Linked DNA regions of Bos taurus: region 1 is linked to region 2. A link is a contact called in public Hi-C data. All regions are on one chromosome and are shown on one strand. The core of a region is the stretch at or near the end of the contact, and the rest is flanking DNA. Distances in the headings are between cores, read along the strand shown.

What was found. A called contact is a pair of places that touch in the nucleus more often than the background predicts.
Region 1: a contact with region 2 is called in a Hi-C map of skin fibroblasts, with 3 times the contacts expected there. The contact joins the promoter of TOE1 here to the promoter of CCDC163 in region 2. A contact is called at or near these places in 6 of 11 Hi-C or Micro-C datasets (blastocyst, blood, liver and 3 more).

What each region holds. Positions count from the first base shown.
Region 1 is chr3:100,720,829-100,724,991 of ARS-UCD2.0, reverse strand. It overlaps TOE1 (target of EGR1, exonuclease), which reads left to right and starts at 2,518. Exons shown (of 8, transcript NM_001075594.1): 1 at 2,518-2,704; 2 at 3,429-3,571; 3 at 3,658-3,698; 4 at 3,844-3,940; 5 at 4,069-4,163. The coding sequence starts at 2,653. It overlaps MUTYH (mutY DNA glycosylase), which reads right to left and starts at 2,543. Exons shown (of 17, transcript NM_001046135.2): 1 at 2,355-2,543.
Region 2 is chr3:100,568,889-100,573,365 of ARS-UCD2.0, reverse strand. It overlaps CCDC163 (CCDC163 homolog), which reads right to left and starts at 2,170. Exons shown (of 6, transcript XM_059885161.1): 1 at 1,504-2,170; 2 at 1,370-1,456; 3 at 555-578; 4 at 348-411; 5 at 1-56. The coding sequence starts at 1,581. MMACHC (metabolism of cobalamin associated C) reads left to right here and starts at 2,176. Exons shown (of 4, transcript NM_001015588.3): 1 at 2,176-2,385; 2 at 4,339-4,477. The coding sequence starts at 2,305.

The DNA of each region.
Region 1 (4,163 bases), core at 1,269-3,768, 150 kb before region 2:
TAGAACTCTCTTGCTTTTTTGATGATCCAGCGGATGTTGGCAATTTGAATCAGCCATAGGTATACATATATCCCTCTCCTTTGAAACTCCCCTCCCGTCCCACCCCTCTGGGTTAATACAGAGCCCCTGTTTGAGTTTCCTGAGCCATACAGCAAATTCCCATTGGCTATCTATTTTACATATGATACTGTAAGTTTCAATGTTACTCTTTCCGTATATCTTACCCTATCCTCCCCTCTTCCAATGTCCATAAGTCTATTCTCTATGTCTGTTTCTCCACTGTTGCCCTATAAATTAATTTTTCAGTACCATTGTTCTAGATTCCATATATATGTGTTAGAATACAGTATTTATCTTTCTCTTTCTGACTGACTTCACTCTGTATAATAGGTTCTAGGTTCATCCACCTCATTAGAACTAGCTCAAATGTGTTCCTTTTTATGGCTAAGTAATATTCCATTGTGTCTATATACCACAACTTCTTTATCCACTTATCTGTTGATGGACATCTAGGTTGCTTCCATATTCTAGCTATGCTTCACACCTCATTTTCATCAAAAGAGCTTGCTTCCGCTTTCAGAAAAAAGAACCAATGCATAAACTTCCCCCCATCTGCACTTTCCTTCTCCTTTATCCCATTATATGGAGGAATGTTCTCTCCTCCTCCTCCTCCAATCCCATCCACAGACACACCCACTTCCTAGCAAAACTTCTTGACCAAACTCACTGACTTCCATAATTCCTTATGGAGTGCCTACTAAGTCCAAGCAGTTTTAGGTGCCTGGAATACTTCAATAAATAAAACAGCAAAGGTTTGGGCCTTCATAGAGTTTATGGGATCTACAAAAAATAATGCATAAAATCAGCCAATTATATAGGATGTTAGGTGATAAAAACTAGCATAAACAGTCAAAGTAGACTTGTGAAGGGGCTAAGAAGTGAGGGTGGTGGAATGTTGCAATGTTAAAGAACGTGGTCAAGGTGGGCCTTGTTAGAGCAATATTTGACCAATGACTTAAAGCAGTTAAAGGAGTTATCCATACGGATGACTACCTGTGCTAGTGCAGCAGGGTTCCCGGTGTGTTTGTAGATTGAGGAAGTCAGTGTGGTTAGAAATGGAATAGGAAGGGGTGAGTAGTAGGTGAGGTCAAAGAGGTAAAGAAGGGGAAACTGAAAGTCGCTCAGTCATTTCTGATTTTGTGACTGTAGCCCTCCAGGCTCCTCTATCCATGAACTTCTCCAGGCAAGAATACTGGAGTGGGTGCCATTCCAAACAAGGTGCGGGGAATAGGATTACAAAGTACCTTGTAGGCCACGAGGACGTTGGCTGTCACACCCATTGCTCTCAGGAGCCAATCCTCTTAATGTATCTTTGCAGGATACAAACAGCTCAACCTGCCTCATCCCCTCACCCACCGCGCTCCAGCCATGTTTGCCTGAAATAGTTGCTTCAATTCCCAAAGTGTCTGTCCACCTTGAGGCCTCACCCAGTTCATTTCCTCTGCTTGGACAGCTCTTGTCCTAACATTTATTTACTCTTCAGGTCTTGACTTAAATGTCCAAATCAGATCCCCCCCAGTCTTACCCTCTTCTGTACTTCTCCACTGTTGCTCTTATACCAATCATAATTTCATGTTTATTTGTGATTCTTTGATCAGTGTCTGCTTTCCCCACTTAACTGTAAAATTCCATGAAAGAAACTTGGGTGTCTTTTGTTGACTGTTGTGCACAGTGCCAGGCAAACTGCATTAAAAGTACCCCTTTTTTCCAGAATGGGAGAAATCCAAACAATTCAGAATGATGATGAAAAGATTCAGTAGAAAGGATGAACTGGAAACAGCAAATAATCAGAGACAGAAAAGGTTCAGAGTCCTTGGTGGAAACCAGAGCTCTTGAGAAAGTTCTGGTCTACGGTAGGGACAACTCTCAGTAGCAGAAATCAAATCCCAAACCCCTCAGGAACAACTATAACTCCTAATTGCTTACAAGCTGTCACTGCTGGAGCCTAATTCAAGTCCTTATTATCATGCGCGTCTATTGTTTCAAAAGTGTCCCTGCTAGCGGTCGCTTTCACCCTCCGCAGCCTCATCTCCTGTCCCCTTCCCCGCTCCTTTCACTTGCTGGAATGCAACGAGCTCTCCACCCTCCCTAGGAGCTAGCCTTTTCCCAAATCCTTTTTCCACCCACAGTCTCTAGTCTGCATAACTTCTACGGTTGCTTTAAGCTTAGCTCAGGTATCATCTCATCCTCTACAGACATAAAAACCCCAACCCCCACCCCGGGGCAGAGTCGATGAAGACAGCATAACACGAAAGCCTGCGTTCCCGCCAGGTCGCACAGGAAGAAGGAATTACCTCCCGCGCGATCTCCCGCGCCAAGCTCTCCGACGAACTCCAGGGGGCGTGGCCCCGGCCAATATTGGCGGCAAGCCGATCCACGCCGGCCAATAGGATTCCAGCGCGCGCCAGGCTGCCTCTAGCGCGCCAGGCTGCCTCTTCCGCACCAGACGCAGGAGATCTTAAAGGAAGTCCGACCGTTCGGCGATTCTGGGTATGAGACCCCGCCCCATCCCCGACTGCAGGAACCGAGACAGGAGACGAAGCGGAAGTCCCCCGTGCCCAGTGACTATACTAGCGAGGGACCCGCGGTGTCATGGCCGCCGACAGTGACGATGGCGCAGCCTCAGCTCCCACGGTCTCAGACGGTGAGTGGCTTTCCCAGGGGCCGTTTTCAAAGCCTGTGCGCTCCGAGGCAGCGGAGGGCCTCGGACTCATAGTTCTAAGAAACCTGCCTCAAGTTTCGGAGGACTAGCGCCTTCCTTTTGGATCAGCCACGAGGAGACTACATGTCCCGGTGTGCACCGCGGTCCCGCCTCCAAAAGCCTGGAGTGTTGGGAGGATAGTTAGGACCCGTCGGGGCATGTCGGGAGATGTAGTCTGGAGTTTATAGCGCTGTTAATTGGGGGAGGTTGGGAGTTGTGGTCCACAGGAAGTGGGACGGATTGGGGCGTTATCTGTTAGGCTCTGGCACATACTGGCTACTGCCACTTGTGGCTCTGAGGCACCATGGGAACGGTTACAGAGCTTTGTGGGATATCAACGGGCCTGAAGTCCTCAAACCTTGCAAAATATTTCCTGCAGGATATGGGGAAAAGGAACCTCAACAGATTATCTAGTTCAGCCTTCCACTTTTACAGGTCTTGATGCTAAGGGGAAACAATTTCCCAGAATTTTACATTAGCCACTGGAAGGCCCAAGCTTTCTCTCCCCAAATTCAGGGCACTGTTCACTCCAATCCTGTGTATAAAGCATATGCAATATAACTCTTGAGGGGGAAGCTGCCCCAGCTCCCAGCCATGGCCTAGCTTGGTGTCTGTTCCCTTGGGCTCTTCCCTGAGCATTAATATCCATCACCCTTCTTATCTCCAGATGGTGTCCGCCAAAGCACAAAATCTGGAGAGGAGCTAGTAGTCCAGGTTCCCGTGGTGGATGTGCAAAGTGACAACTTCAAGGAGATGTGGCCATCCCTCCTCCTGGCCATAAAGACAGCTAACTTTGTGGCTGTGGACACGGTGAGAGCTAGGGAACTGGGAGAGCAGGTGGTGGTTAAAGGGCTGGTACTGCAGAACCTAACAGCTCTCCCTTTACTGATCCATAGGAACTGAGTGGGCTTGGGGACAGGAAGTGTTTGCTGAACCAGTAAGTATAAGCCCTGATCTCTTTAGTCCTAGCCTTGCCAGGAAGGGCAGACCTCAACCCTAGAGTGGAGGTCACAGTCCTGGGTGGTTTGGGTCTTGCATGAGGCTAACTCCCAGCCACAGCCACCCCCAAACCCAACCCCAAGGTGCATCGAGGAACGTTACAAGGCCGTGTGTCATGCTGCCAGGACCCGTTCCATCCTCTCCCTGGGCCTCGCTTGCTTCAAGCAGCAGCCAGACAAGGTATGGGTTACTGTCACCCCCATCCCAGGTCTGTGGCAAGGGAAGGAGGGATTGAGATACTGATGAACATCAGCTATAAGGTTTTTTTCTCCTAAGGCTGGATGTAGTAGAATCTCTTTTTCTCCCAGGGTGAACACTCATACCTGGCCCAAGTGTTCAATCTGACCCTACTGTGCATGGAAGAGTATGTCATAGAACCAAAGTCTGTGCAGTTCCTGGTACA
Region 2 (4,477 bases), core at 921-3,420:
GGCCTGAGCTTGCCGCCTCTCAGTTATCTGTTTCAGCAGCAGCTCCTGATGCTGGCCTGCAGATGAGAGAAAATGTGAGGGAACGTCTCCAACTTCCTTCCTTCCCCTTCCCTGCCTTGCACCCAGCCTGGCACTGAAAACGGACAAATACATTCTGGTCCAGCTACTGGGCAGTTTCCAAGCTGACTGGAGATGCACACTCATACCATATGAGAAAAGACAAAATACTCGGCCAGGTTTCTGGGTAGCTCAAGCTATCAAAGGTATGGTCATTTATAAGGAAAGCAAGAAGGCTTTTCAGAAAAGGGAAGAGGTGAATTCATACACACCCTCAATCTTTTACTCACTCAGCTGGTCCCGTAGCAACTTTAGTTCCTCCCGAAGAATCTGTGACTCCTCGAACAGCAGTTGCTGCCTTCAGGGATAATAGCAGTGTCATTCTAAAACCAATTAACAAGCCCAGAGGAGGCTACCAGAGTACCAGGAGTTCAGGGCTGAAGAAGACAAGGTTTTGCCCATCACTTACTCATTCTGAAGCTCTTCGTGAAGGCCACTGGTGGCACTGCACTTCTGTGGTCCTGTCTGTATTTGGGCTTGGGCCTGTTCCTGCACCTGGCTTCGAAGGCCCTGCAGTTCCCTTCTCATCTCTTCCAGATGTTGCTCCAGGAGAAGGACCCTTTGCTCTGGGCCCCCCTGCAGCAACCTTAGTGATGCTACAGTGAGACAAGTAGGGGATCAGCCCCCTAAGAATATCACACATGAGCCTACAGACTCCACTTGCAAATCAAGACACAAGTGCACAGACAATAGAAGAGCCACAAAATGTGCACACACATTTGAGGCTGTGTATATGAAGAAAAGAATGATGAGATACCTTCCAGGGCAGAGATCTGGTACTTCTGCTCCTCTCGCTCTTCCAGCAGGCCCTGGACAGCCTGCTGTAGTGCTTCAGTCACCTACCCAGGCAGAAAAACCCCATGAGCTCCCCAATCACCGGTAACCTCATCAGTTACACAGTCACACAAACCCCAAATATACACACCATGCCTCACCTGAGCCTGGGATCAAAGAATAGTAACTTCATCCCTGAGAGAAGATGCACTGTGGGCCTCAGCCCAGTTTAGCCTCTCTGGAAATACGGGAGCCTCTAGAGCCCAAGCCTTTTGAGCTTGGATTCCTGACTCAGTAGGCAAGTCACGAGGGGAAATCCAAGTCCCAGCCAGGTCTCCTGCTGAGAGAAAAAGGAAGGGACAAGTGGAAAGCCCCTTAGGCGGAGGGGGGAACAGATGTTTCTTCAGGAAAAGAAAAGTTGGAATTTGGAAGGAACAGTGGATAACACTGGAAAGAAAGGCTGAGGGACAATATTTACCCCCGGTAGAGACTCCAAGTGGATACAGCCGCTGCTACAAAAGAAACAAATGCACAGGTCAATGAGTTCTGTTTTGCAATCTATTAACTCACATCCCCTAAACAAGGGAGTAGGGGACTCAGGAGCCCCCTCACCTTAATCCTGTTCACATTTCGGTCCGTAGCATTGAGAAGCGCGTCGAGCTGCTCAGACCAGCTCAGGCTCCTACTCATAGACTGCAGCAAGGGTCTGGCTCCCTGGCGTCTTGTGCCCTTGCTCCCCACACTGTGGACACCAAAGACACAGCCCAGGGAAGACCACAACGTAAGCTCTAAAGAGGTGAGTTGGGGGATGCAATACTAAAGGTAAGGAAGCAATAGTCAGACCAAAACTGCGTTTCTGGGACTAGTCGGGGGAGCGGCTTCCTTGCGAAATTAGGGGAAAAGCGGGATGCCCTGATAAACAGATATCAATTGGGAATTGAAGATGCTGAATCTTGGTTTAGACGTCCCCAGACTCACAACTCTGGCACCATAACACTGAAACTGTGCCAGTAACCACTGAAACCGCCCAGTTCAAACCTTACGGTAGGCGGGGAAAGCCCGACTTCGGACTGGCCTCTGCGGCGCCACTTGGGAAATTGAGTTCGCCTCTATTGGAGACAACCGGCGATGGAGGCTACCGAACTACGTTTCCCTGGAAGCAACACGCGCAGTCACAGTGCCCCCCCCCCCACCGTGAAGCTTGTCGGGAAACCGAGTTTTTCTGCTTCTGTAGTGGGTGCCTCTAGGAACTGAATGAACTACGTGTCCCAGGATGCATCGCGCAGAGACAACACAGTCCCGCAGCTGATCCCCGTAGCTCTTGGGAAATGGAGTCCAAGCTGTCTCAAAGCGTAAAGTCCCGAGTAACCTTGAGACTCCATTCCCCAGCAGGCTCAGTGTGTAACGTGCACTATGGAGCCGCTAGTCGCAGAGCTGAAGCAGAAGATTGAGGACACGTTGTGCCCTTTTGGCTTCGAAGTTTACCCCTTCCAGGTTGGTTTATCCCTGCTGCGGTGCTAGGGCTAAGCGTATGGATGGCTTCGGTGCCACTGACGTGAGGCCCGTGAATTTTCTGATCTTTCTCGAGCTCCTCTGGCCGCGAGTCCGTTTAATTGTCGAGACAGGGCGCTTGGGCTAAATGGGTAGAGCAGCGTTGCAGGTTTGTTCTTTTGTTGTTTTTGTTCAGTCGCTCAGTCGTGTCCGACTCTTTGTCACCCCATGGACTGCAGCACCGCCAGGTTTCCCTGTACATCAGCAACTCCCGGATCTTGCTCAAACTCATGTCCGTTGAGTCGGTGATGCCCTCCAACCATCTCGTCCTCTGTCGTCCCCTTCTCCTCCTGCCTTCAGTCTTTCCCAACATAAAAGTCTTTCCAATGAGTTATCTCTTTTACCCTCCTACAATGCTGTATTGATGAGTGGGAGACACCATGTGATCCAGTAACCTTGTGGTTTTGTCACCCAGGTAATTTAGAGGAAGAAGGGGATCTGTGGAGCCAGAGTCACTTTGGAAGCTTCCTGAAGGAGTTTAGGAGAGGGCAAGGTCTGGGAATGTTTGTATGGCTCATGAGCAAAGGGCATTCTGGATGTTGAACAAGCAAACAGTTGGCTTGGTTGTTCAGTCTATCTGCAAAAGGTTACATTCATGATGTTGCCAATCATCAATGCTGGGCTGGGTTTAGAAACTGTACACTTGCCTGACACAGAAGTCTGGCATCAGGACCTACCCTTAGTCACATAGGTCCATCTCCCCCCACATCCAGTGCCCTCTGCACTGAGCCCTGTGCTTAGTGCAGGGCTAAATCAACTCAACCTGAGCCTTTTGCCTGATGCTTAAGAGGCCACCCTTTCCACTTTCCACTGAGTGGCATACAGCAATGCTGGGAGAGGATTATAGAGGAAGAGGTAGTTGGGTCTAGCCTCAGAGAGGCTTCCCTGGAAAAAATGGAGTTGAGCTATATATGAAAAGATAGATTGGAAGGAAGGAGGGTCATGTACATCTCAAATATCAGAAATTGCTTGAGTAAAGGTATGGAGATAATGGTGGATGGCAGGTGTGGGAGAGATTGGAGATGCCTGTCTGATATAATCAAGAAGACTTTGGTAGAAGGAGCTGTGGTATTGAACAGTGCCTCTTACAGCCCTGCCAGTCATCCTGTGTTCCTACTTCTCTCCCCTTCCCAGCGCCACATACAGTCATCCACAGCGATCTTTAGGAATCTGTCTCCTAAATTCAACCTATCTATGCTCTGGTTCAGCCCACTATTAGTCATTTGGATTTCTGCAATAACTTCCTTGCTGTCACTTTGCCTCTATTCCTTCCTCCACACTGCAGCCAGGTTGATCTAAAACTGACCATGTCAGTTTGCTTCTTAAATCTTCAATGGCTAACCCCTCACTGTCAGCAAATTAGACCCATATTCCTTCAATTGGTATTCAAGGCCAGTCACAGTCTCATTCTTACTGATCTCTCCAGCCTTCTCTCCCTCTGCTCTCCTCCTCAGATGCTTCATTTCTATCAAACTAGACAATTTGCTATTCTCCAAGTATGCTTTGCATTTTTTGCCTCTTTGTTTATGCTGGGACCTGTTTAAAACACACACCAGATTCTCCCTCTCCACATCAGCCTGTAAGTTACCTTCCCAGCATCAAGACTCAGCTTCCAAGAAGCCTTTTCTAATTTCAGAGGCCCTTCATTGGCCCTGTTATTGCACTAACCACAGTACAATCAATTTCTTCTTTTTCTTAGTTGTTTATGAATTCTTTGCCTCTCTATTATAACTGTCAGGTGAGTTCCCCACAAACACACATCATCAGGAGAATTTCATTGTTTGAATAAGGAGGCTGGACAATTTGCATGAAACCTTGAATGCCAGGCCAAGGTATGGGCCTGGCTAAGGCCTAAGTTAGCCCTCTTGTGTGGCCTGAATTTTCTCTCTGTTCCAGGTGGCATGGTACAATGCACTCCTGCCTCCAGCCTTCCACCTACCCCTGCCAGGACCTACACTGGCCTTCCTGGTACTCAGCACACCTGCCATGTTTGACCAGGCCCTCAAGCCCTTCCTGCAGAGCCACCACCTCCAAC